Linked DNA regions of Sus scrofa: region 1 is linked to region 2. A link is a contact called in public HiChIP or PLAC-seq data. All regions are on one chromosome and are shown on one strand. Each heading gives the region's core, a stretch centred on a gene start, on an enhancer-like site or on the middle of the called end of the contact. The rest is flanking DNA. Distances are from core to core; before and after follow the strand shown. Region 1 holds the start of SSH1 (protein phosphatase Slingshot homolog 1). Region 2 holds the start of CORO1C (coronin-1C).

Region 1 (6,242 bases), core at 1,712-4,211, 99 kb after region 2:
ATAAACGAATCCAACTAGGAACCATGAGGTTTTGGGTTCAATCCCTGGCCTCACTCAGTGGGTTAAGGATCCAGCGTTGCCATGAGCTGTGGTGTAGGTCACAGATGAGGCCCCGATCCCACACTGCTGTGGTTGTGGTGTAAGCTGGCAGCTGTTGCTCCAATTTGACCCCTAGCCTGGGAACTTCCATATGCCCTGGGTGTGGCCCTAAAAGAAAAAAAAAAAAAAAAAAAAAGAAAAGAAAATGTCCCTAGTGGAAACACCACCAATGTCCATCAAAACATGGTATATCCACACAAGGGAAAATTACTCAGCCATTAAAAAAGGATAAAGTACTTATATGTGCTACAACATGGATGAGGCTTGAAAACACCATGCTAAGTGAAACAAGCCTGGCAAAAAGGCCAAAGAGTGTATTAATCCACTTACATGAAATGCCCAGAACAGACAAATCCATAGAGATAGTTAAGTATATTATTGGTTGTCTAGAGTTGGTGACAGTAGGGCAGGGGTTGGTGGATGGGAGGGAGGCTGTGCACGACAGCTGAGGGGTATGAGGTTTATTTTGAGGGGGATGAAAATGTTCTGGAATTCATGGTGATGGTTATACAACCTTGGGCATATACTAAAAACCACTGAGCTGTATTTTTAAAATTTTTTTGGTCTTTTTAGGTCCCTACTATGGTATATGGAAGTTACCAGGCTAGGGGTCAAATCGGAACTGTAGCCACAGGCCTACACCACAGCCACAGCAACGTAGGATCTGAGCCGTGTCTGTGACCCACACCACAGCTCAAAGCAACAGCGAATTAAGCCACTGAGTGAGGCTAGGGATCGAACCCGAATCCTCATGGATACTAATTGGGTTTGTTACTGCTGAGTCATGACAGGAACTCTTAAACTGTATACTTTAAAATGTTGGACTTAACTGTATGTGAATTATATCTCAGCTAAAAAATACACACTTTTAAAAATCTGTCTAAAGCAGGAATAAATTAGGTGTCAAGTAAGGCAGGGAACGTGGGCTTTAGAATCAGAGATACAGGCTGAGAGGCTGTTTAACCTCTACCTGGAGCTGAACTTTACACTCACATATTTGTGAGATGGGACCCTGAGATTAAGTGCAGTGAAGCACTTTGTAAACTGCAAGGCGGCAGTAGCAGGGAACAGATGTCTGGGGGGGAGGTGAGAAGCAACTGCAGCCTGACTTTTCAAATGCAGGCTGCTGGCCACCGTGCAGAGGAGGGACTGTTAGAATTTTCTGTCCTCAGACAAGATAACACATAATGGCCTCTCCTCCAGAGGAGGGGGCTGTGAGGTTCAACCCTGCAGCCACTCAGTATGTTCCAGCCAGTCCCAGCAAAACAGGCCAAGGAGCTGCCCCACCAGTACTGGCAGGACAGACAGGGCTGTTAAACCCCAGACAGGTCCTCAGCATTCACAGACACATACAAACTTTTCTGTGTTATCAGGCAACTTCCCGCAGGGAGAAGGGGCCCAGATGCAGGCGGGCCACTTCCTGGGCCTGCAGGGCCCCTCCCCCAGCCTCCCCTCCCTCCCTTCTCTAAACAGTTCCCCATCTCCTCCTCCAGCAGCTGTGCTTGCAGGTCATGGCTCTGCCTTGCCACGGATGTGAGTTTAGACCAGAGGCCCTAACTGGTTCCCCTGCTTGGAGGCCTGAGGCCCAGCCTAGGGCAGTCCAGCCCAACTGTGTACTCAGAGAACCAATCCCCCAGTCCACCCCAGAGCAAGGAGCCAGCCTCACACAGGCCAGGTCACCAGCAGACCCACAGAAATCCGCACAGTGCAGAGGTGTCCTTTCAGCCCCAGAAAGCACCCATGCCATCCCAGAAACCCCGGAATTGGCCTCAGCCACTCGGCCTGATGCACACAAACATGCAGCCCCAAATGATAAACTCAAACTCAGCTGCACACAAAAACTTAAGATACACAGTCACACAGCACCCTGAGCTCACTCAGCCACTGTCACACCGTGACACCGGCCCCCGAAGAGGCACAGCCACTCACACCAAGAGCCAGAACTCCAAAGGGTGTGCAGTCGGGGAACAATCTCACTTTCACAGGAGCACCTGGGCCTCCTCTCCTGCCGCATTGAACAGGCACAGGTCCCAGTAGACAGGCCAGAGTCACTCAGGGAAAGGCACACACAGGCTGGCATACACACAGCTGGGCACACAGGGAAAGGGCTTAGACCAGCCTCAAGGTCTGGAATCACAGAACCACATCATTTCACACAGTCACTGGTCAGGAATCCTAGTCCCAGATGCAGTATCCCCCACAGTCACCTCCAGACAGGGGTCACTGTCTCTCACACACACAGTCACCCCCGGATGGGGGTCATACTCACAGTCTCATGCACAGTCACCCCCAGTCGGAGCTCACACTCAGTCACCCCTAGGTGGGAGTCACACTCACACTTGCTTCCAGATTGCGGGGGGGGGGGGGTTCTCACACAGTCTCATGCAGTCACCCCCAACATGGTCACATCCGTACGCACAGTCACGCCCACAAGGGGGTCTCTCACACACATTCAGCACAAGTCACTCTCAACTGGATCACGCCCGCTCACACCCGCACACTGCTTCCAGCAGTCACCCCAGCTCGGCTGCCCGGGCGGGGTAGTCCAACGGGGTCCTCGCAGGCTAAGGACCCCTCGAAGCTGCCCCCGGAGCACTCCCTGGCGCCCCGCACTCGCGTCCCAGGCCTGGCGCAGCGGCTGCTCGGCCGGGCCGGGGCCGCGGGCCCGGGGCTCACCTCGCTGTTGCTGGCGGAGGAGGAGGCGGCGCTGGGCGTGGGCGAACGCTGCAGGGTCACCAGGGCCATGGCTGCGGCGCGGCGTTAGGGCACCGCCGAGGCCTCGGGCTACAGCCGCCGCCGCCGCCCGGGCCGGGCCCGGGGCTCTCCAGGAGCCGTGCGCGGGCGGCCGGGCCGAGCCGGGCCGGGCCCGCCCCTCCCCCTCGGCGTCCGCCGCTGTCCCCGCCCCCCCACCCCCGCCTCCCGCGCCGGCGCGCGCCGGGCCTGAGCGAGGAGGGGGGCGGGGGGGAGCGACCGGGGCGGGTCGCGCGTGCGCGGCGCCGGAACTCTAGTGGCGGCTGGAGGCTCGGCCAGCCAGTCACGTCCCCCGCGTGCCCGACGCGCGCGCCCAGTGTTCCGCGCGCCCGGCCCTCCAGCCTGGGGGTCGGGGGCGCGCGCGTAGGCGAGCAAGTTCGGTCCCCAGAGGCCCACCCCTTGCGCCTGCCTGCTAAACCGAGGCTCGCGGGCTGAGCAGCGGGTAATACCTAGGGCGGAAAGGCTCAACTACGAGAAAATTAGAACCTCCTGGTCTCCGCTTCTTGAACTCCGAGAAGCAGTCTGCAGAAATTCATTCGTTCATTTATTTATGAAATATTTATTGAGCGCCTACTAAATGCTGCCATACAGTATTCAACCGTGAGCAACGTAGATTAGGCTTGCCCTCAGGGATTTGAAAGAAGCGAATCAAATTACGAGATGTTTTAAAAATAATTATGCCAGTCTTTTTTATGAATTCCTTTTGTGTCCAGAAACCCAGCTAGCTCCTTAGGAAGTCAAGGAAAAGCTTCTCTGCAAAAGGGGCATTTGCTCTGAAGCCTGAAGGATGAGCAGGATTAACGGGTGAAGGGAAAGGAGACTGCTGGGGGCGGGGTGGTGGGGGTGGTGGGAAGGCGTGGGCACAACGGCCCAGAAACTAAAAGGAGATTGTCCATCAGAGGCTGGAGCCTGGGGTGGGGCGGGGAGTGATGCGAGCCTGGGGTGGGGCGGGGAGTGATGCGAACCGGGGTGCAGTCTAGGAAGCTCTGGCAGCTCTTGAAAAATGGACTGGGGCAGAGAAATGGAGACCTGGTGGGCCACTGCTGTCCTCTTGGGAGGAGGTGACCAGAATGGGGATGGAGAGAAGCACATGGAGTAAGATACTAAGAAGGTGACACTGGCTTGACTCCCCCCCCCCCCCCGCCCCGCCCCGTCACTGCACGCACATTGCGCAAGCATCCGCAGATTTGCTGGTCCAGACCTGCTCCCCATTTTAACAAAGGGCTCCACGGACCATCTCACTGCCCGCCCAGCAACCTAAGCAGCCTCCTAGATCCCTCCTCTTGCTTCCCTCAGATCCAGGGGCATATTCCTCCTGCATATTCCCTCAGCATCATTTATCTCAAAGATGGTTCTCAACAGGGGTGACTATAGCCTCTATGGAGTGTTGTGGGATTGTTATTGTTTTTTAATCTATGGGATTTTTGTTTGTTTTGTTTTTGTTTTTTTAGGGCCACAGCATGTGGAAGTTCCCAGGCTAGGGGTTGAATTGGAGCTGCAGCTGCTGGCCTATACCACAGCCAGATCCTTAACCCGCTGGGTGAGGCCAGGGATGGAACCTGAGTCCTCATGAATACTAGTTGGGTTTGTTACTGCTGAGCCATGATGGGAAGCCCCATTTGTGTGAATATTTTTGAATGTCTTGCAGATAGGGGAGAAAGAGCTATTGGCAGTTCTGGTGTTTAAGGGCAGCAGCCAGGAATGCTAAAAATGCTAAAAGTCCTGCAACACACTGGACGGTGCCCCCACCCTCATCCGCAGAAGAATTGCTCCATTCCCACAAGATTCCTCTGTAGGTGAAAAAAACCGTTCATGATTATCTAAAGCCAGAATCTAACTCCATTTTACATGTAACACAAAGTATTTTTCACTGCATTTTCAGAAATGCAAGTATGTTTAAAGAGAGGGAAGAATGTACTTTTGTTTAAGAGCTTTGTCAGGTGGTGTTCACCATTTGGGAGAGTTTATAAAAGGAAAGAGCCCTTGGATTATTGGAGTAGTCCACCCATCATGCCAGCATCTGTAACTGTGCTCTTGGTAGACCGATCGTCATATTTATTTAGCACTTATTTTAAAATGTCAAATATAATACAAAGTTTGGGTAAATTCAGCTCACCAGTGAATATTTTACTTCTCAACTCTGAATATTCATTAAAAACAGATACACTGAAATTCCTGTTGTGGCTTAGCGGTAATGAACCCAACTAATATCCATGAGGACATGGGTTCGATCCCTGGCCTCACTCAGTGGGTTAAGGATCCAGCGTTGCCAGTGAACTGTGGTGTAGGTTGAAGACGCTGCTCAGATCCTGCGATGCTGTGGCTGTGGCGTAGACCAGCAGCTGCAGCTCTGATTCGACTTCCACATGCTTCCATATGCTGGGAACTTCCATATGCTTCGTGTAGAACCCTAAAAAGACAAAGAAATAAAATATTTAAAGAAAGAAAGAAAAGAAACGGACACACTACAGAGTTCCCTCGTGTCTTAGGAGGTTGAGGATCTGACATTGTCACTGCTGCAGCTTGGGTTCAGACCCCGACTTGGGAACTTCCACATGCCACAGGCATGGCCAAAAACAAACCAAGACAAAACACAAAAACCCCAAACAAAAAAAGATATACTTCAACACAACGTTGTAAATCAACTATTCTTCAATTAAAAAACAAAAAAGGGGGAGTTCCTTTTGTGGTTCAGCAGGTTAAGAACCCAACGCTGTGTCCATGAGGATTTGGGTTCCATCCCAGGTCTTGCTCATTGGGTTAAGGATCCCACATTGCTGCAAGCTGCAGAGTAGGTAACAGATGTAGCTTGGATCCCCTATTGCTGTGGCTGTGGTGTAGGCTGGCAGCTGCAGCTCTGTTGATCCCTAGCCTGGAAACTTCCATATGCCACAGGTGTGGCCCTAAAAATATTAATTAATTAATTAATGAAAAACAGTAACAGCAAAAAGCAAAAAACAGACCCGCTTCTGACACTTCCCTATATCCTTCAAGCTTGAGTGCCCAAGCTTTTACATTATGAAATGGATGGACTTTCTTTCATCATGATGAATTTTTCTTTTATATTAAAGCATTAGGGATTTTGTTTTTTCCAGGTTCCGTGTGGAGATGGGCTGTATTATCCATGAGTTGGTCACCACTTAGTGAAGCAATCATCACAAACCAGTTGTAAAAGGGATGTGGAGTTTTAGAGTCGAGATGCTTAGGCTGCTGGTTCTCAAATGTGAAGGTTTGAAAATCCCCTGGGGTCAACACAGACTTGGATACCCTCCAGAGTTGCTGATTCACTCAGTTTTCAGGGATGCTGAATATTTTGCCTTCCTCATCATGTCCTAGCGATGCTGAGGGTCCTGGTTTGTACCATCCCTGTACAATGTCAAAGCCTCCTTACT
Region 2 (6,459 bases), core at 2,011-4,510:
AGGATCTGAATTAGGGCAATGAAAACCCAGAGAGATTCTATTACTTAACATTCTAGGTACTAGGTCATACTGAAATATTCATGAGTATTTCCATGTTTTAATAGAGAAAAGGCATCTTAAGTTTAAAAAGACATACAAGTGTCAGAAAAGAGTACTCATAACAGAAATAGGATAACATAGGGAAGTCATCAAAAGGAAAACAAACATAGATTTGTACCGTGCATATGACAGCGGCACCCAAATTTATTACTGTTCTACCTTGGAAAAAGGAATAGAAGGTAAAACAGCCTAGTTAATATCGTGTTTCTAAAGCACTGTTTGTGACAAATCAGAGCATTAATAATCTGCCATGATAGAGAACTGAATTTCCACATCCCCCCAGAAACATAACTAAGAATTGATCATTTATTCTTTTGAACATTCCATTTCATAGGCATTTGAGTGACTCTCCTATAGCTGGAGTGAATCTCAAAAGTGACAAACGTGTTAGCATAAAACCTAAATCAAAAAAATCCAAGCATTAAAAAAACAAAACGTCTAGGTATTTAAAAAGTTATCTGTCATGGGTGGGGGGCATGGGTGAAGGGAGTCAAGTACAAACTTCCAATTTTAAAATAACTAAGTCATGGGATGTAATGGATGCATGAGGACTATACTCAATAATAGTATACTGTATATTTGAAAGTTGCCAAGAGAACAAATCTTAGAAGTTCTCATCACAAAGAAAAATTATAACTTTGTATGGTGACAAATGGTAGCTAGACTTATTGTGGTGGTCATTTCACAGTGTACACAAATACTGAATTACTAAATTGAGCACTTGAAATTAGTATGATGTTACATGTCAATTATACCCCAATTAAAAAAAATGATACAGTAGCAATACACACCAAAAGTCCTATTTGTCAACTTGAAACTAATCCCAAATTATACATAAAAGTATTAGACACAACTGCTGATTAGCACAATCTGCAGGCAAAGTAACAAATGATCATGAAAAATTCAATACTGTATGCAGTGATATCTCATTGGTATGTGTCTATTAGACTCCATCAGGCTTTAATGCACTTTCCACAAATAATTAAAAACAAATATGGACAGAGCACATTCCGGGTATGTCAAAAAGGTGCATACTCAACCTTTATAATAATCTTTGTTCAATCCTCAGTACACAGAGACTAACATCTACTAAAAAAGACTGCACTCTGAGGTCTAATATACAATACAATTCCTAGCATGATTTCACTTTACCCTCCTATTTATTTAGGCAACCTCTCAGACCCAACAGTTACTATTAGGCTTCATATCCAAACACTGCGACCCTGAAATGTACCTCCAAGCCAAAAAAAAAAAAAAAAAAAAAAAAAAATTAGTTTCCTTAAATTAGTTTTCTGAAATATACAGAATCAAGTCCCAAATAAGACATTTCTCATTTCTTCGGTTTTATAGGAAATGCAGAAAGTGAAGTAACATGAACAGATATTTGCCTTCACAACTGAACAGATGGTACAAAACAACTGCTTATACTTAATCATGTTTCTGTCTATTCTAGCAAGCCCTGGTGTCAGGAGAGAGTTCTGCCAGATAAGGACAATGAAATGCATTATTATATAGAGTGACTAAGAGCCGTACAAGTACTGCTTTAGAATGTAATTCCAGGCAGGAAGGCAGTGGTGAGAGGGCCTAATATTTTGTGGTAACTATTTCCAAAAGTAAACACATTCGCCACCCAGTACCAGTTGACAAACACATACTATATTCAATTCCATTTAAATGTCTCATAGGAAAGAAAGGCCTTCGTATCTTGCTCTCCTGGGGGAGATGAGCAACTTGCAATTTGCTTCTTACACTGAATCCCACGTTTGCAACATGTAGAGCAAGGACTTCAGACACCACAAAACAAGGACAGCCTACATTAAGGCCAAATATAGGATGTGATTCTAAACCACGATGCAGTAAAGCTACGTTTCCTTTTCCAGAGACCAAAACCCTTTGAACACTCCCAAAAAAGGACGGCAGGGCCAGCGCCTCCCTCCAAGAGGAAGCCCCTTTCTTCTCGGCTCCCCCGCAGCCTGCCACTTCCCCCAACACATTCAAATCATTTGAGAGACGGAGAGCTGGTGCTTGCGCGCCCGTACGCACAGGCGGGAGGGCTCGGTTCTGCATTTCCACCCTCAACATCTGAGCTCATCCTCAGTCATTTAGGCGCAGCGGAGCCCCACCTGCACCGCGCTCCTTTTTGCTGCGTCCCTCGCCAGCTGCTCCGCTATTAGGGGAGCGTATCTCTGAATCCTGGGTCCAAGCGGACGCTCCAGGCCCCCGACCCTATAGCGTTCCAGCCCCGTTCTTCCTCTCCCAACCCTCGCCCCCTCCCAGCCCAGCGCTCCCACCATGGGCTTATCCTCTTCCCAAGCCGCCCCCACCCACATCACTCCAGCTCTTGCCCCGCCCCGCCCTCCTCGACCCCCAATCCAGCTATTAAGGGCCCAGAGCCCAGCTCGTACCCCAAAGTAGGAAACCCCCAGACCAGACCGCCGCCCTCGCCCCTCCTAAGCAAGGCCCAGCACGTCCCGGCCCCACGTGAGCCCAGCCCAGGGCCACCCCCCAACCCCCTAGCTCCCCAGGGCGACTCAAGCCCCGCCCCCAGGCCTGGAGCCCCCTGGCCCTGCGCCCTAGCCTCTGGCAGCCCCTCCCCACTCAAGACGCCACCCAACCAGGCGGATCCCTGACCCCTAAAAACCTCCCAGGGTAACCGAGTCCCTGCTCGGTTCCTCACCAGCCAGAAGGGTTCTGGGCCCCTAAAAGTCTCCCCTGGGCAGCTTCCTCACCATAAGGACCCGGGTTCACTCTCCCCATTCTGGGCACCTCGGTCCCCAACTCCTTTCCCAACCAAATCCCAAGGCTCCCGCAGCAGCCCCGACCCCTTGGCCCCAGCACACCCGCCCAAGCGGGCTCCTGGCCCAAGGATCCGCGCCGCGCGCGACCACTCCAGCTAACCCTGTCCTCTCCACCGGGCCCTGCCCCACGCCCCGCCGGCTCCTGTCAGCCAGCGCCAGCACATGCTGAGAGGACAGGGTCTGTCCGCCCGCCCAGCTCGTTCCCAAGCTGCCCCGCCGGGCGCGCGCAGCTCACCAGGGCCGAGGTGCCTGAGGCGCCGCCGCCGAAGTCCCCGCTGCAAAGCCCGGCGTAGCCTCCAACCGCTACCGCCTCCCGCCTGGCACTGAGCGCCGCGCGGGGGAGGGGCGCGGACAGCCGCCCCCGCCCCCGCCGCTGCACGCAGGCCCCGCCCCCGCGCCGCACCGCGTCCAACCAGGGCTGCCCGGCTACGGCGCGCCACGCCCACTTCCGGGAGGGGAAGCCCGCTTCCCAGCCTGTGTTCCACGCCTTACTCTCCCTAGCGCCGCTTCTGGTCGTGCCGAGGTATGCAGGTGGACCGCGGAGGAAGGCGGTGCCCAAGCGCACGCACCTCCCACTAGTCCTCTCAGTGGCCGAAAGGCCACGCCCACTGCTCCTCAGGACCAGGAGTGGTGTCCTTTAGAGCTCCGCCCACTGACCTGCTTGGCTCTGGAAGGCCACATCCCCCGGCTCCTCAAAAATTCCCCCCGAGTCTCTTAAAACCAGAACATCAGCTGCTGTGCACCCCGCCCACTGCCCCATCCAAACCCTTCGCCAGCCTCCTGGATCCCTAGGCCCAACTACTCTCTCATTCCTTCATAACCAGCCCCTTGTCGTCACAAACCCCACCCCAACTTCTAGAAGCCCCGCCCATAGCCTAGCAACCCTATTCGCGGTATCTCAAGTCCCGCCCACTGCCCGCTTTACAGCTTTAAAACTCCAAGCCCCGCCCAGAATTCTCGAGTCCCCGCCTCTGGTTCCCGAAGCTCCGCCTCTGCTGCCATTGCACCCTCCAACCACTTTTGTGGACTCCCGACGTTATGCTCCCCCTTCCACTATATTTGGTCACTTCGCTAGCACAAAGTGGGGGTCCCGGTGCTGTACCACACCAACATCCCCCACCACTACACAGGAGGGCCTTAAGGTCTTGACCCCATTTCGCAGGTGAGGAAATGAAGGATATAGGGTCCCTCCCTTCCTCTTCCTGGCCAAAGTCCCTCACTTAATAACTGGGCAGCCCAAGCTTAAAAGAGCACCGAGATTCTTTCTCTGCTGCAGTCAGACTGTGTATCCTGGGGCAGTTCCCTTCGTCCTCTTGGCCTGAATTTCTTCATCTATAGCATGAAGTTTTCCTCTTTATAACCAGAGATCATTTCTCAAAAACCAAGTTCTAAAATGCCAATATTTGGAGAAACTGGGCCTGATGAACTGAAATGACCAAGCAGACCATCTGAAAGGATAGGGCTTGCTTGCCCAAAGCAAGGCATCTTTGTTTTGTTTTTTAATAATTTTATTTTTTCCATTATAGTTGGTTTACAGTGTTCTATCAATTTCCTACTGTACAGCAAAGTGACCCAGTCACACATACGTATATATATTCTTTTTCTCACATTATCCTCCATCATGCTCAATCACAAGTGACTAGATACAGTTCCCAGTGCTATACAGCAGGATCTCATTGCTAATCCATTCTACAGGCAAGAGTCTGTATCTATTAACTCCAGATTCCCAGCTCATCCCACTCCCTCCCCCTCCCCCTTCCCCATGGCAACCACAAATCTGTTTTCCATGTCCATGAGTTTCTTTTCTGTGGAAAGGTTCATTTGTGCCATATATTAGATTCCAGATATAAGTGATATCATATGGTATTTGTCATTCTCTTTCTGACTTACTTCATTTAGTATGAGAGTCCCTAGTTCCATCCAGGTTGCTGCAGATGGCATTATTTTGTTCTTTTTATGGCTGGGTAGTATTCCATTGTGTATGTATACCACATCTTCTTAATCCATTCATCTGTCCATGAACATTTAGGTTGTTTCCATGTCTTGGCTATTGTGAATAGTGCTGCAATGAACATGCAGGTGCATGTGTCTGTTTCAAGGAAAGTTTTGTCTGGCTATATGCCCAAGAGTGGGATTACTGGGTCATATGGTGGTTCTATATTTAGTTTTCTGAGGTACCTCCATACTGTTTTCAATAGTAGTTGTACCAATTTACATTCCCACTAAGAGTGTAGGAGGGTTCCCTTTTCATCACACCCTCTCTAGCATTTGTTATTTGTGGACTTATTGATGATGGCCATTCTGACTGGTGTGAAGTGGTACCTCATAGTAGTTTTGATTTGCATTTCTCTAACAATCAGTGATATTGAGCATTTTGTCATGTGCTTGTTGGCCATCTGAATAGCTTCTTTGGAGCAATGTTTATTCAGGTCTTTTGCCCCTTTTTCTTTTCTTTCTTTTCTTTTTTTTTTTTTTTTGTCTTTTTGCCATTTCTTGGGCTGCTCCCACGGCATATGGAGGTTCCCAGGCTAGGGGTCGAATCAGAGCTGTAGCCACCAGCGTATGCCAGAGCCACAGCAACGCGAGATCCGAGCCGCATCTGTGACCTACACCACAGCACGCAGCAAGTTGCTGGATCGTCAACCCACTGAGCAAGGGCAGGGATCGAACCCACAACCTCATGGTTCCTAGTCGGATTCGTTAACCACTGCGCCACGACAGGAATTCCCCTTTTGCCCCTTTTTCAATTGGGTTGTTGCCTTTTTTTGTTGAGTTATATAAGTTGTTTGTAGGAGTTCCCATTGTGGCACAGTGGAAACAAATCCGACTAGTATTCCTGAGGATGCAGGTTCAAACCCTGGCCTTGCTCTGTGGGTTGGGGATCTGGAGTTGCCGTGAGCTGTGGTATAGGTCACAGATATGGCTTGGATCCCCCGTTGCTGTGGTGTAGGCTGGCAGCTGTAGCTCTGACTTGACCCTTAGCCTGGGAACTTCCATATGCCACAGGTGCAGCCCTAAAAAGAAAAAAAAAATTCTTAATCCCCATCTATAAAGGTGAAGAAAAAGAGAAGTTGGAGTTCCCTGGAGTCCTAGTGGTTAAGGATTTGGTGTTGTCACTGCTGTGGCTTGGGTTCAATCCCTGGCCCAGAAACTTCTGTATGCCCTGGGCACAGCCAACATAAAATAAAATAAAATAACCCCCCACACACTCACACATAGGCTTCCAGAATTCAAAAGAAAGAAAATGAAAAGTTAAATTACTTGCTCAAGATCACACAGTTTGACCCAGGAGGACTAATGATAGAACCCACATCCCTTTAACTGCAGAGTCTTAGCCCTGCATTAAACACGGAAATGTCTCTCCGGCAACATGAGAGAATAGGGAAAAAAAAAAAAAAAAAAAAAAAGGACTTTGGGTTCTAACAGACTTGGCTTTAAATCCGGGCTCTACATCTTACCAGTTATGTGACCTTGGGCAAGTCACTTCCCCTCTCTGAGACCTACTGTCCCTACTATATAATGGGATTCATCCAAATGCTTACTTCAGAGAGCAGTTTTGAAG

Evidence for each region. HiChIP or PLAC-seq counts read pairs in DNA pulled down with a chosen protein or histone mark.
Region 1: an H3K27ac HiChIP or PLAC-seq map of alveolar macrophages shows a contact between it and region 2. The contact joins the promoter of SSH1 here to the promoter of CORO1C in region 2. A contact is called at or near these places in 1 of 5 promoter capture datasets (liver), 3 of 47 Hi-C or Micro-C datasets (alveolar macrophages, embryonic fibroblasts and mesenteric adipose tissue) and 2 of 2 datasets of contacts at active chromatin or transcription factors (alveolar macrophages and skeletal muscle).

Annotation. Positions count from the first base shown.
Region 1 is chr14:41,960,665-41,966,906 of Sscrofa11.1, reverse strand. SSH1 (protein phosphatase Slingshot homolog 1) reads right to left here and starts at 2,961. Exons shown (of 16, transcript XM_001929329.5): 1 at 2,776-2,961. The coding sequence starts at 2,844.
Region 2 is chr14:42,059,656-42,066,114 of Sscrofa11.1, reverse strand. CORO1C (coronin-1C) reads right to left here and starts at 3,260. Exons shown (of 11, transcript XM_001929345.6): 1 at 3,133-3,260.